Linked DNA regions of Sus scrofa: region 1 is linked to region 2. The links are chromatin contacts, called in public HiChIP or PLAC-seq maps. All regions are on one chromosome and are shown on one strand. Each heading gives the region's core, a stretch centred on a gene start, on an enhancer-like site or on the middle of the called end of the contact. The rest is flanking DNA. Distances are from core to core; before and after follow the strand shown.

Evidence for each region. HiChIP or PLAC-seq counts read pairs in DNA pulled down with a chosen protein or histone mark.
Region 1: an H3K27ac HiChIP or PLAC-seq map of alveolar macrophages shows a contact between it and region 2. The contact joins two enhancer-like sites. A contact is called at or near these places in 1 of 47 Hi-C or Micro-C datasets (embryonic fibroblasts) and 1 of 2 datasets of contacts at active chromatin or transcription factors (alveolar macrophages).

The regions. Positions count from the first base shown.
Region 1 is chr6:82,073,171-82,079,919 of Sscrofa11.1, reverse strand. STPG1 (O(6)-methylguanine-induced apoptosis 2) reads left to right here. Exons shown (of 8, transcript XM_021095547.1): 4 at 4,088-4,258. Among named protein-coding and RNA genes, the nearest start is that of STPG1, 35 kb to the left of the region's middle. Within about 2 kb of position 3,434, at least 5 of the 83 cell types and tissues checked have an H3K27ac peak or open chromatin away from gene starts, as enhancers often do. A contact at or near this core is called in alveolar macrophages, where this site is marked.
Region 2 is chr6:81,701,326-81,708,101 of Sscrofa11.1, reverse strand. No RefSeq gene overlaps it. Among named protein-coding and RNA genes, the nearest start is that of CNR2, 12 kb to the right of the region's middle. Within about 2 kb of position 1,856, at least 8 of the 83 cell types and tissues checked have an H3K27ac peak or open chromatin away from gene starts, as enhancers often do. A contact at or near this core is called in alveolar macrophages, where this site is marked.

The DNA of each region.
Region 1 (6,749 bases), core at 2,185-4,684, 370 kb before region 2:
GGAGTTAACTCTTCTTTAGCAAAGACGTTGAGGCTGCACATGCCCCCAGTGAGTTCACAGAACAGCCAAGCCTCTGCCTCTTTCTTCTGCCCCAAACCCTGCAAGCAAAGAGACTCCAGAGCAACCGGGCAAAAGATGTGCCGTCTCACGATGGCCTGGTGCTGGAGACAAGACTTAAACCTAATCCCGACTCAGCTGTGGGTTCTTGATGTGACCTCAAGCACGTCACCCTCAGTGTCCCAATTGCCTCATAGAGCAGAGACGCCCCGGAGGCGCTGGGCAAGTTAACGTTGCAGGGAGTGAAATTCTCTTTGAAACTGCGGAGCATCGTAAACACGTTAGATGTTGTGATTGTTACCGCCTGAGTCACAAACAATACTTCCTGCAACACCTCGAGTTTTCTCCCTGAGAATGTCTTTGCCAAATGGTGGCACAGCCCATTCCTGCCTGGTGCCAAAGAAGGCACTGAATCAGAGCACACCATCAATTTCCCTGCTGGGCTTTACGGGCAGTAACTTTCCAGATGACGCAGCCCGGCCGTCTGGAGGAGAAGGGGCCCCAGGGAAGATCTGCACAGGACAGGATCTCATCAGACCTTTCAGGTCTTTAAAAAACTCAGACCCAACCCCAGAGAAGTCAGATGCAGAGCTGTTCAGGCTTCCTCTCCTGGCTGTGATGGATATGAGGGTTTGTATTTACATGGATAAACACACAAGTGCCTGCATCCTTGGGCAGGGCCCTTAAGTGGTTGGAGGAGCTCTGTCAGGACCTCCCCGCATCTTGCCTAGTTCCTTTCCGAACTGGACACAAATTTCATTCCTCCGCCCCTTCTTTTGGTGACTGTCATGTTCAGTGCCTCCTGGTTCCAGATTCCAAGACTCTGAAGGGATTAAAAGTAGTCCTCCTAAAAAAAAAAAAAAAAAAAAAAAAGTTCCCATCGTGGCTCAGTGGGTTAAGAACCCGACATAGTGTCCATGAGGATGCAGTTTTGATCCCTGCCCTCGCTCAGTGGGTTAAGGATCTGGCATTGCCGCAAGCTGCACTGTAGGTTGCAGATGTGGCTCAGATCCCATGTTGCTATGCTGTGGTCAGGCCTGAAGATGCAGCTCCGATTCCATCCCTCGCCTGGGAACTTCTATGTGCCTCCATAAAAAGCAAACAAATGAAAAGAAAGAAAAAGAAAGAAAAAAGAAATAGAAGCGGTCCTGCTCGTGGAGTTCCCTGGCGGCCTAGTGGTTAAGGATTCGGTCTTATCACTTCTGTGGCACGGGCTTGATCCCTGGCCTGAGAATGTCCATGGCCAGGAAAAAAAAAAAAAAAACAAAAAAACGCAGTCCTTGTCAGAGAAAGGTCTGCCTTATTGACACTGGTATGGTAGAAGGAGTGTGATGCTGGGGTGAGGCCGACCAAAACCCTCTGTGGGTCAATACGTTTTAGAAACTTCCTGATGACTCTTGGAACAATTGCACTCAATCTTTTGAGAGGACCTGTCATCAAAGTCCACATAATCTACTGTATTCCAAAGCTTTGCTCCAGAATTATTCACAGGGCCGACTAGGAAGTCAAACGAGGCAGGCTGGGGAGACTTCCACAGCCTTTCTGTATTTGCCCAGGGGCAGCAGTGACTTTGGAAGAACTGGTATGTGCTGGAGGGGGGCTCATAAGTGCCAGCATGAGGCCAGATTGGGGACCGTAGGCCTGACAATGAAAAGAAAATCAAGGGAGGGTTGGGGAGCAAGTGTCACTTGAGCTGTGCTCGGGCGCTAACTCCATTATGACATTTTATGAAACTTTGCTTCGAACAGGCATCTTTCGGAACAACCGTTCCCAAAGGGTATGTTGGTAGATATTCTAAGCCAAAAAGATCCTATGATGGAGGAAGGTTGAAAAGGGCTGTTTAAACCAAGTTAGGTCTCTTTACTGTGGCTCTTCTCAGAGCATTTACTACCCCCATGAGTGCTAGGAATCTCTGAAATGGGATCATGTCGTGAGACTTCTCAAATTTATTTGACCCTGGAGCTCTCTCCTTACTGCTGCTATGACCAATAGGATCTTATCTTATAGAGCTGGGATGCCAAGGAACACACTTTGGGAAAGAGTGCTTTAAGAAAACACACTTGCTGGAGTTCCTGTTGTGGCTCCACAGTAACAAACCGGCCTAGTATCCATAAGGTGCAGGTTCGATCCCTGGCCTCGCCCAGTGGGTTAAGGATCCGGCGTTGCCCCAAGCTGCAGCTTAGTTCGCAGATGTGGCTCAGATCCCTTGTTGCTGTGGCTGTGGTGTAGGCCGGCCACTGCAGCTCCAATTCATCTCCTAGCCAGGGAACTTTCATATGCTGCAGGTGCAGTCCTAAAAAGACAAAAAAGAACAAAAGAAAAACATACTTGTCTATACCGCTGGGTGACCCAAGACAGACACACTGCAAAAGGTAGCACCAAGGAAGGTCTGATCTCAACACGCTTCTTCTGTGGGAGTTAAGAGGAAAGAGCAGAGGGTGCGCCTCCACCCCTGGGCACAGGAGATTTTGAGTGGTGATTCTTCCTGAATTAAAACCTCCCACAGGCATTTATCAGCTGCTCACCTCGTGGAGACAGACCGTCTGGGTGAGGATGTTGGTTCCACCACTTCACTAGCTGAGGAGGTTCAGTTTCCTCATCTGCAAAGTGGGGGTAAAATCATAACAGCGTCTACACAGGGTTGTCATGGGGATTCAGTGCAAAGCCCCCGAAAAGTATGCAGCTAACTATTGCCCCAAGCGCAAAGGCAAAGTGACTCCCAGGCTGGGGTGACCTTACTTCTGAGAACATCCATGCATCCTTCCACGTGGGAGGAGGCAGATCTGGGACTCGAACCCAGGTTAGACTCGGCACAACTAAGACTGGACAAGAACGCTCCTGCTTCTGATGGCGCATCCGCCCAGTAATCAGTGGCGCCTGAACCAGGTGGAGAGAGTTACCGCCACCAAGTACAGCGTGAGGTCAGGTGGGGCCCTGAGGCCTTCACACAGCCTCCCCCACCTTCTGTGCTTGGGGAGTCGCTGACCCCTATCCAGCAGAGGTGACCCGGGCAACGTTCTCAAGCTTTTAACCATGAAATAACAAAACAAATTTTTTGTTTTATCAGGCTTCAATACTTGCCATACTACCCCAGGGAAAGGTGATGTTATCGCCCAGTTTTTATGGCTTTTGTCCCTTTTCATTTGGCAAACATTGATTCTTTTTTTTTTTTTAACCGAAAATAGTTTATCATAGCTTCCTGGAAGGGGTAGGATTTGTTCTGTTGAAACACCAAAAATATCGTAGGGTTTTATGAAATCAGTGATTACGTGGGGGGAGAGGAGGCGTGGGTGGACAGGCGTGGTTCCTCATGGGACCTTGGACCTTGGAGGCCTTAGAAACAAATCGGTTATTTAGGAAGTTCTGATTATTTAACCTCAGAAACGAGAAGTGAGGTTTGACTCAAAGGAAAGCCAAGGTAGGAAGAAAAAAGACTACAGCCTCCCATTGTACAAATCACCCAGCAGCTGATGAGTCAAGCGGCCTGCATCAGGATTGGGTGAAAATGCATTTATGGCAAAAATTACTTTTGCCAAATCCCAAACATAAGATGAATAATTTGAGTTAGTTTACAGAAGTAAACACAGGCCTGAACTTGCATTTTCCAAGAGCAAATAAATCCTCAAAGCCCAAGGTAATTTTGTCATTGTTCCCTGCCAGAGTTTCACCTTTCATAAAGTGCTTTTAGGAGTTTCCGTTGTGGCTCAGCACAAATTAATCTGACTAATATCCATGAGGACGCAGGTTCGAGCCCTGGCCTTGCTCTGTGTGTTAAGGATCTGGTGTTGCTGTGAGCTGTGGTGTAGACTGCAAACATGGCTCGGGTCCTGTGTTGCTGTGGCTGTGGCGTAGGCCAGCGGCTATAGCTCCAATTCAACCCCTAGCCTGGGAACCTCCATGTGCTGCAGAGGCAGCCCTAAAAAGATTAAAAAAAAAAAAAAGAGTAAATGCCAGGCACCATCTCTTTGACATCTGTCCTTCAGAGCCATAAGATAAGTGGTGATGTGGATTCTTTGGCTTTTCCTCACAGCGGGCCCGGTTGGATACCATCATTTCTAAACACCCTGCAGCTAATGCATACACAATCCCATCACATTTTGTTTCGAAGAAAGACTTCAGTAATTCCTGTTCCAGCATGTTCCAGCTGCCAAGCTTCAGGAAAGTTCTCAAACTTGAAACTCCCGCACCAAACCATTACAATGTAAGAACACCGCACCTGCTTTCTAAATATATACTGAGTGAATTGTTTACTGAAATGGAAGAAGGGAAGAGGGAAGCTTAGGGAAATGGTGTTTAGTGCACCTGGTAGTTGGTTGGCCTTTGTTGACCATCCAATGGTGTCACGAGTCTGTGCAACACTCTCATAGGAACTTGCAGAACCCAGAGGGAAAACCGTGGGCAACACGGGGGAGAGCATGGAGCAGCGGGAAGACCACCGCCCCGGAAAATACTTATCGTCATGACTCCTCTCACATAACCTTTCGGGGCGACAGTTTTCTCATCTGTAACAATGAGTATATTATTTGCCACCTTGTTTGCAGACACTATTCATTTCCTTTTTAGATTCTTATAGGGAAAGTGAACTTCTATCTTTACATATCAGACAATTGGTATTTCTTTCCTTTTTTTTTTTTTTTTGACTTTTTGCCTTTTCTAGGGCTGTTCCCGTGGCATATGGAGGTTCCCAGGCTAGGGGTCGAATCAGAGCTGTAGCCGCCGGCCTACACCACAGCCACAGTCACAGCAACTCAGGATCCAAGCGGAGTCTGCGACCTACACCACAGCTCACGGCAATGCCGGATCCTTAACCCACTGAGCGAGGCCAGGGATTGAACCTGCAACCTCATGGTTCCTAGTTGGATTCATTTCCACTGCGCCACAACAGGAACTCCAGAAAATTGTTTTTTGTTTTTTTTTTTTAAACAGCTCTTTGCCAATTCCCATCACTCTGTAGTCACTGAGGCAGAAGGTATGGTTCATAGTTAAGATATGAACTCAGGTTCAATCTCCACTCTACCATTTTCAAACTGTGTGGCTTTGGGCAGGTCTCTTCACTTTTTAGGACTTGGTTGGTTAATCTGTAAAGTGGGGTTTTATGCCTACATGTCTGCATGGGATTAATGCAAATACGAAATGAGGTAGTCTTTGCTGAGTGCTCATGTAGCACAATACCTGGTGCACAAGGACGCCACAGTGCATGGAAATCAGTAGAACTGTCTTTGAGGAAGTCACGCTATCTCTTGGGTTTCAGTTGTAAGATGGAATTGATTATACTTGCCCTACAGGCTTATTACATGAAGCAAATGAGACTACAAATGTGAAAGCACTCTGAAATAACTGAGACATAAATTGACATAAGGTATTAATATTTTTATGCCATCCTTTCAAAATATTTTGGTCTTAGAATACTTAATTTAATTTAATTTTATTTTCTTATTTTACGGCCACACCTGTAGCATATGGTAGTTGCCAGGCTAGGGGTCAAATCCAAGCTGCAGCTGCCAGCCTACACCACAGCCACAGCTACGCAGGATCCGAGCTGAGCCTGTAACCTACACCACAGCTCACGGCAATGCTGGATCCTTAACCCAATGAGCAAGGCCAGGGATGCAACCTGCATCCTCATGAATACTAGTCAGGTTCTTAACCCACTGAGCCACAGTGGGAACTCCCCAGAATACTTCATTTTAAATTGCCTTTTTCTTTTACAATATTTATAAATAATATTTATTTTCCTGACTATAAAGATCTTGCCCACCTTCTATGATGGATCCAATCATTTATAATATGCTCGAAGTATATGAGTGCCTGCTAGGCCAGCATTGTCCAAAGGAAATATAATGGGAGCCACATAGGTCATTTAAGTTTTCCCAGCAGCCACATTTAAGAGTAAGAAGGAACAAGTGAAATTAGTTTGGATAATATATTCTGTTTAACCCAGTATATTCAAGATATTTCAATATCTAATCAATATAAAAATTATCGATGAGATGTTTTGCATTTTCTCCCTCATCCTAAGTCTTTAAGATCCCATGTACATTTTATACTCGCAGCACGTCTTAGTATGTACCCCCACATTTCCAGTGCTCCGTAGTTACACGTGGCCGGTGGCTACTGTGTGGAATAGTGTAGCTCTGGATAGTCTTTTCCTGGGCTGATCCGAGCCTGAAAATAATAATGATGAAGCACTTTTCATGGTCTATGTGCTGTATTAAATATGTGTTCACTTATTTAATACTTGCAAGAGCCCAGGAAGTGGATTATCTTATTCTCAATTTACAGAAAAGGAAACTGAGGCACAGAGAGGGGAAGGGACTCACTCAAAGTGACCCAGCTTGAAGGGACCATTTGCACATCAGTGAGCACAGCTGGGTCCTGAGGTCTAAAGCTGGGGAGGGATTGGAATTCCCACGTTCCGGCGCTGCTGGGCTTCCCTGCGTAAGTCTTGTGGCTGCTCTGAGCCAGACCAGCGATATACCTTAGATTCCAGTGGGGAACTCAAGATGAGAACTAGTCGACAAACGAAATAATTCCACACTGTGCTTTGAGGGGTAGCCCAAGAAAAAGAATATGCGAGGGTGGGGTGTGGGGGAGTGGGCAATACCATGTACTTTTTTTTTTTTTTTTTTTGGCCACACATGTGACATATGGAAGTTCCTGGAGCAGGGCTCAGATCTGCTCCATGGTAGCCT
Region 2 (6,776 bases), core at 607-3,106:
CTGTGGTGTAGGCCCGCAGCTGTAGGCCCAACTGGACCCCTAGCCTGGGAATTTCCATATGTCACAGGTGTGGCTATAAAAAGAAAAATAAATACATACATAAATGAAAAATAGCTCAGGCGAATGTGAAATATTATTGGTTATAATTTAAGAGTTAAGTTAATGATTGGCAGATGTCTCAGATGAATGTTCCTAAGTAGAAGAAGGAGGTCTTTTCAGCTGCATTTAGCGCCTGTCAAATGAATCCTATTTTGGTTGAATGTTGACTTGGGGAAGTTTGCTGCTCCCTGTGTGGAAAAGGAATGGCAAACCCACTAATATAACCATGTTGAAGAATTTCCCTTCTTGCTACGCTAGAAACTACCGAGGTTCTCCAGACTTCTACCAGAAGAACCACAACTTGGGAGTTCGCATAGTATCTCAGTGGTTAACAAACCCAACTAGCATCCATGAGGACGAGGGTTCGATCCCTGGCCTCGCTCAATGGGTTAAGGATCCAGCATTGCCATGAGCTGTGGTGTAGGTCACAGACATGGCTAGGTTCTAGAGTTGCTATGACTGTAGTGTAAGCCAGCAGCTGTAGCTCCAATTCAATCCCTCACCTGGGAACCTCATGTGCCATGGATGCAGCCTTCAAAAGACAAAAAACAAAACCTGAGTTTTAGGGAAGCTTCTGAATCAAATTTCATGGGCATCTGTCTCATAATGTCAAATCTTGCTCAAGCTTCCCTAGAGTTTCCTGATCAGGTCACACACAAGAGAATTTTGTCAAAACAAGTTTCCACAGGACCTCTTGGCCTGAGAGAGTTCTGCTTTTATTTATTTATTTATTTATTTATTTATATTTTGTTTTATTTTATTTTATTTGCTTTTTAGGGCCACACCTGTGGCATGTGGAAGTTCCCAGGCTAGGGATCAAAGCAGAGCTGCCTCTGCCAGCCTACACCACAGCCACAGCAACACCAGGATCTGAGCCTCGACTACAACCTACACCACAGCTCAGGGCAACGCCAGATCCTTAACCCACTGAGCAAGGCCAGGGATGGAACTCGCATCCTCATGTATACTAGTCAGGTTCATAACCTGCTGAGCAACACAGGGAACTCCAAGAGAATTCTGCTTTTAAATAACTTCACCCCCACCTCCTCCCCTGTCAGATTCTCCTACTTGAATGGAAGGCTTCCTTCCTACCCTGAGGGATGTGTGTGGGGGTGGGTGGGTGGGGGGCTCTGCTGGAGCCATAAAGTCTCTCTCAGCTTCTCTTTTCCCCCTTTTTTTTTGAAACCACATCTGCAAACTCTCAGAAAGAAAATGCTAGGTTGAGTTTCAACCCCCAGGCTGGAAGGCATGATTTAGAAGTGTTTCAGGAACACTGACATTTATTGTAAAGGGTTTTTGAAAGGTGTTCTCATTTTCATCACACTTTAATGAGCAGAAATAATTGCCTGAGTGCTTCGGCTTAAATGAGGAATCCACTCCATCTACTTTTTTTTTTCCTGAGCTCTAATTCAGTCCTTGGAGCTGGTTTGGATGCTCTGTGGGTGCAGAGATGAAGATGACATGAGTCTTGCCTTTAAGAAGTTTTGACAGTGAGAGTCAGAATTGGGGCAACCGTGTACACTGCAGTGCAGAACAGGCCAGGTGCTCCGAGGGAGCTACAAATAGCTAGAAAAAGGTTTCTCCACCTTTACCCACAGCATGGCTTTCATTTACAGAAGCCCTTTCGCTTCCTTTCACAAGCTCTCCTTGAGTTTCGCACCCCCCACCTCCAAATGGGGCAGCACAAGCTCCAGAGCCTGACAGCCTGGTTTTGAATCCCAGCTCCACCACTCAGACATTGCACAACCCTGGGCAAGTTACTGAAAGTCTCTGGGTCAGTTTCGTCATTGGTAGAACAGAGATGATGATGTCTAGCTCACTGGGTAGTTGTGAGGATTGAGGGAAGTGTGGGTTTAAAGGGCTCAGAGCCCAGGAAGTGCTGAGCATTTAATTACATTCGCAGTGACAGCACTTCCATTTCATAAATGAGGAGCCTGAGGTTTAGCTGACTTGGGCAAGTTGGCTTAGCCCAGAATCATCCAGATTGCATCCAAGATTTCTGACTCCACGTTCAATGCTCCATCGGTGGTTCAGCAACCTGAACACTATGGGAATTCAGAACCTGACCCAGGGTTTGGGAAAAGGGGTCCAGGTGGGGGTAGTGGAAATCCAGGGAGGTTACCTAAGACAGCATGCAATGGAGATTGTCCTTGAGCTCCCATATAGGAAAACTTTCATCTAAAGATGAATTCGTGGGAGTTCCTGTTGTGGCTCAGCAGGTTACAAACTCAACTAGTATCCATGAGGATGCAGGTTTGATCTCTGGCCTCACTAAGTGGGTTAAGGATTTGGCACTGCCATGAGCTGTGGTGTAGGTCACAGACTCAGCTCAGATCCCACGTTGCTGTGGTTGTGGCGTAGGCCACCAGCCACAGCTCTGATTCGACCCCTAGCCTGCCATATGGAACTTCTGTATGCCACAGGTGTGGCCCTAAAAAGAAAAAAAATAAATTAGTTGAAATTAATTTGGAAAGATACCTGCACCCCAATGTTCATTGGAGCACTATTTACAATAGCTGAGACATGGAAACAACCTAAAAAAGTCCATCAACAGATGAATGGATAAAGATGTGTGTCACAGTGGGTCAAGGATCTGGCATTGTCACTGCAGTAGGTCCCTGCCATGGTGCAGGTTTGATCCCTGGCCTGAGCAGAGCCCAAAAACAAAAAAATGGAAGATTCGTGTATATATATAATGGCATACTACTCAGCTATAAAAAGAAGGAAATAATACCATTTGCAACAATATGAATGGACCTAGAGATTATCATACTAACTGAAATAAGCCAGATAGAGAAAAACAAATATCACATGATATCACATATGTGGGATCTTAAAAAAAAAGAGAGATACAAATAAACTTATTTACAAAACATAAACAGACCCACAGACAAACAAACAGAAAACAAACTTATGGTTACCAAAGGGGAAAGGGGTGTGAGAGGGATAAAGAGGATGAGATTAACAGATACACACTATTATATATAAAATAACCAACAAAGACCTACTGCACAGCACAGAGAACTATACTCAATATTTTGTAACAGCATATAAGGGAAAAGAATCTGAAAAAGAATATATATATATATATATATATGTCGTATGTATATATGCTATACATATACACACACACACATATATATATGAGAGTATGAGAATCTCTAATTGCATGCATGTTGCTGCGAATGGCATGATTTCATTTTTTGTGGCTGAGTAGTATTCCACTGATATATGTACCACATCTTCTTTATCCATTCCTCTGTTATGTTGCCTCCATGTCTTGGCTATTGTAAATAATGAGGTTTTCTTCCCAGTGGTCTCAGGCAGTGTCTCCCTCATTCCTTTCCCCAGCCACTGGCCTCCCCTGGGGGAATGGAGGGCAAGGAGGTTCACCAAGATACAGATTGGATCGAAGGGCCCTAGCGGTGACCAAGCTATGTTGAAGCTGAGAGTGTAGCCTGGTGTGAGGAATGGGCACAGGCTCTGGAATGGGAAGTTCTGGGTTCAGATCACTGCTTCTCTATTCATTTGTGTGCCTTGAGCACCATTCTTAGCATTAGTTTTCTCACTTGTGACAAGCATGGGCTTCAAAGCATTGCTATGAAGATTAGATGAAGTGATCTACATAAAGCACCTGGCTTAGTGCTTAGCACTTACTAAGCTCGTTTGGTGAGTGAACAAATGAGGGCCTGAGTGAGTGAATGCATGAATGTTCTAACAGGGAAGGGAGGGCACAAATGCAAATCTGGCAGGCTAATTCCTGGGACCGCTGGGAAGAAACCCCAAGTCCTGGGTCAGCCATGGAACTTGCATTTGCAAACCTGGCTGCACAGCAAGTTCAGATTGATGCCCTTATTGATTCTCCTATTCATACCTGCCAAATAGGGTTTATTTCAGTGCCAATTCCAGTCAACAGTGGCAGCCTGGTATGTTGCACTTTGGAGGGTGTGTGCGGTGTCTGGGCTCAGCAGGAATAAGAGCCTCCAAGGACTAGTCATGTCTACCATGGGTATTAACTAGAAGTATCAGCACTCAGTCCTTGCATCCACCCTCCCAATGTTATAAAGTTACATCTCTTTTCATATGAGGGGACACTAGGATACAGGCTCCACAAGGGCATGGACTTTGTTTTGTTCATTGCTGTAACCCCAGCACCTAGAACAGGGCCCCATGGGTATTAGGATCTCAATAAACATTCATTGAATAAATAAGGCAGTTATGACATAGAGCTTCAATGGATTGACTCCAAGAGTGTCACAGTCCTGGGTTTGAATTGCCCCTTGCTGGCTGGATAACATTGGGCAAGTCACTTTCTATAACCTCTCTGAGGTTCAGCTACTTCATTCATTCATTTGTTCATTCAACAAATATGAGCTGAACACTTAGTATATATCAAACACTGTTCTAGGCACAAGGGATGCAGACGTGACCAAAATATACATAGATCCCTGATGCTGTGGAGTTTCTATTTTAGGGACGGGAGACAGACAATGAACCAAATGAGTGAAATCTGTAGTGGGTGTCAGATGATGATAAGTGCTTTGAAGAAACATCAGTTGAAGCAAGGGGACAGGAAAATCTGGGCTAAAGAAGGAGACTTGCCTCCTGACCTGTAGGACCCTGTGAAGATGCGAGTCCAGGGCACAGAGGATGCTGGACCTGGTCTCAGCCAAAAACCCTTGGCGCTCCTTCCACCTCCTTCCTAGGAAAAGTTCTGTTGTATTTCCATATGTCATATAATATGGCTAGACGATCCTTACTGCTAAGTGTTGTGAGATTTTCTCACAGATGAGAAAGTTATTTGTGGAAACGTTTAGTTCTACCTAGAGATTATCACACTGAGTGAAGTAAGTCAGACCGAGAAAGACAAATATCAGATGATATCACTCAGATGTGGAATTTAATTAAAAAGGATACAAAGGAACTTATTTGTAAAACAGAAGCAAACTCACAGATTTCACAACCAATCTTAGGGTTACCATAGGGGAAGCAGTTGGAGGGAGAGAGGGAGGAATTAAGAGGATGGGAATAAGGTATATACACGACTGTATAAAATAGATAATTAACCGGAACCTACTGTAGAGCACAGGGAACCCTGCTCAATCATTTGCAATAAACTATATGGGGGAAGAAAGAATGGATATATGTACATGTATAACTGATTCACTTTGCTGTATACCTGAAGCTAGTACAACGTCGTAAGTCAATTATACGCCGATAAAATTAAAAACAAACAAAAAGGCGTATAACCTCCAAGGTTTTTCTGCTAATCACACGTTGTCTCTATTCACTTTGATTCCCAATTCAACTTTAAAAAATGTGTATGTAGTAGTGATATTTAACAGACAAAAAAGTCAAAATCAACTCGTCCTAAATGTAAGGATCCTCAAAAAGATTGGCCTGCCCCTGTATAAACTCTGTGAATTCTAAGAACAAAACTTTGGCTGGTGTTCAGCTTCACTGCTTCGCTTTCACTCAGAGGGAAACATTCTTTGAGTAGGTTTACAGTAAGAATAAAAAAATAAATTTTTTCAAAAAGTTTAGTTCAATGCCTTGTATACCGTAAGAGTTCAATACGTGGAGACTGTTACTGTTTTCCTTTCATTTATTCAATGGACTTTTACTAAGCGACCTACAGAAAATCAGAGCTGGATGGCCCACCCCATCTTCTAGTTGTGTAGGAGAAGATTCTAAGTTTCAGACTTGGTTCAAGATCACACAGCCAGGATGAGGCCGAGCCAGAACCAGAACTTGGACCCCAATCTGGCCTTGCCTCCACCCTTGTGGACCATTTCCTATGTCCTCTCATGGGTCCTGAAAGCTGTTGGAGAATTATTCATGGCACTCGTTAAAGCCTGTAAGAAAGACTTTATTCAAGGTGGGGATGGAGAGGTGGGGGTGGGGTGGGGATGTGGGGGGGATGTGGGGGTGGGGAGGGGTGGGGAGTTCTCCATGGCTGTAGAGACCACGGCAATGGGCTTTTGCAGTAGGGGAGAGATTGGACTCAACTCTGAATACAGTATGAGCAAGGGGGGATTTATATCCAAGGAGCAGGGAGGGTGTGAGTGGATGGAATATTACGAAGAGGCAATATCTGGCTAAGTGGCCTAACAGGATCCTGCTGAAGCCGGTCAGAGTGATCATCACCTGGGGATGGGCCAGGCTGAGGACCCCAATTAGATGTGGAAGGAGATCAGACATGGAGGATGGGGAGCGGGGATTCTTGCTAAATTTGGACACTCTAGAGATGAACATGAAAATCCGAAAGTCAAGACCTGATGGAAAAGTTCAAGGGAGCCTGAGTAGAGTTTGGTCGAGGAGAGAATCTTTGTCGCTATTCAGTCCCTGATTAAAAACCATGAAATTGTTTCATCGACTTCCTTTTCCTGGAAGGTTCAAGATAAACCTATTGACAGCTTCTTGAGCCAACTCTGAGTCAGGAGTGTCCAGCCAATTGGACATGTTGGCATCTGCCCAGAGTGGAAACTGCAGCCGCTGACCCTAAGGTTGCTTCATCACCGGCCCAGCCAGTCTGGCGGCAGGAAGCGCCTTCCTCTGCCCCATTTCCCTTGACCCCTGCAGGAGGCCACGGAGGCTGCCTCCCCTTTGTTTAAGGAATGATTCTTCCGTTCCTTCCCTGCCTTTGGGTTCCTTTTGTCCTCAGCCTTCTTGTTCTC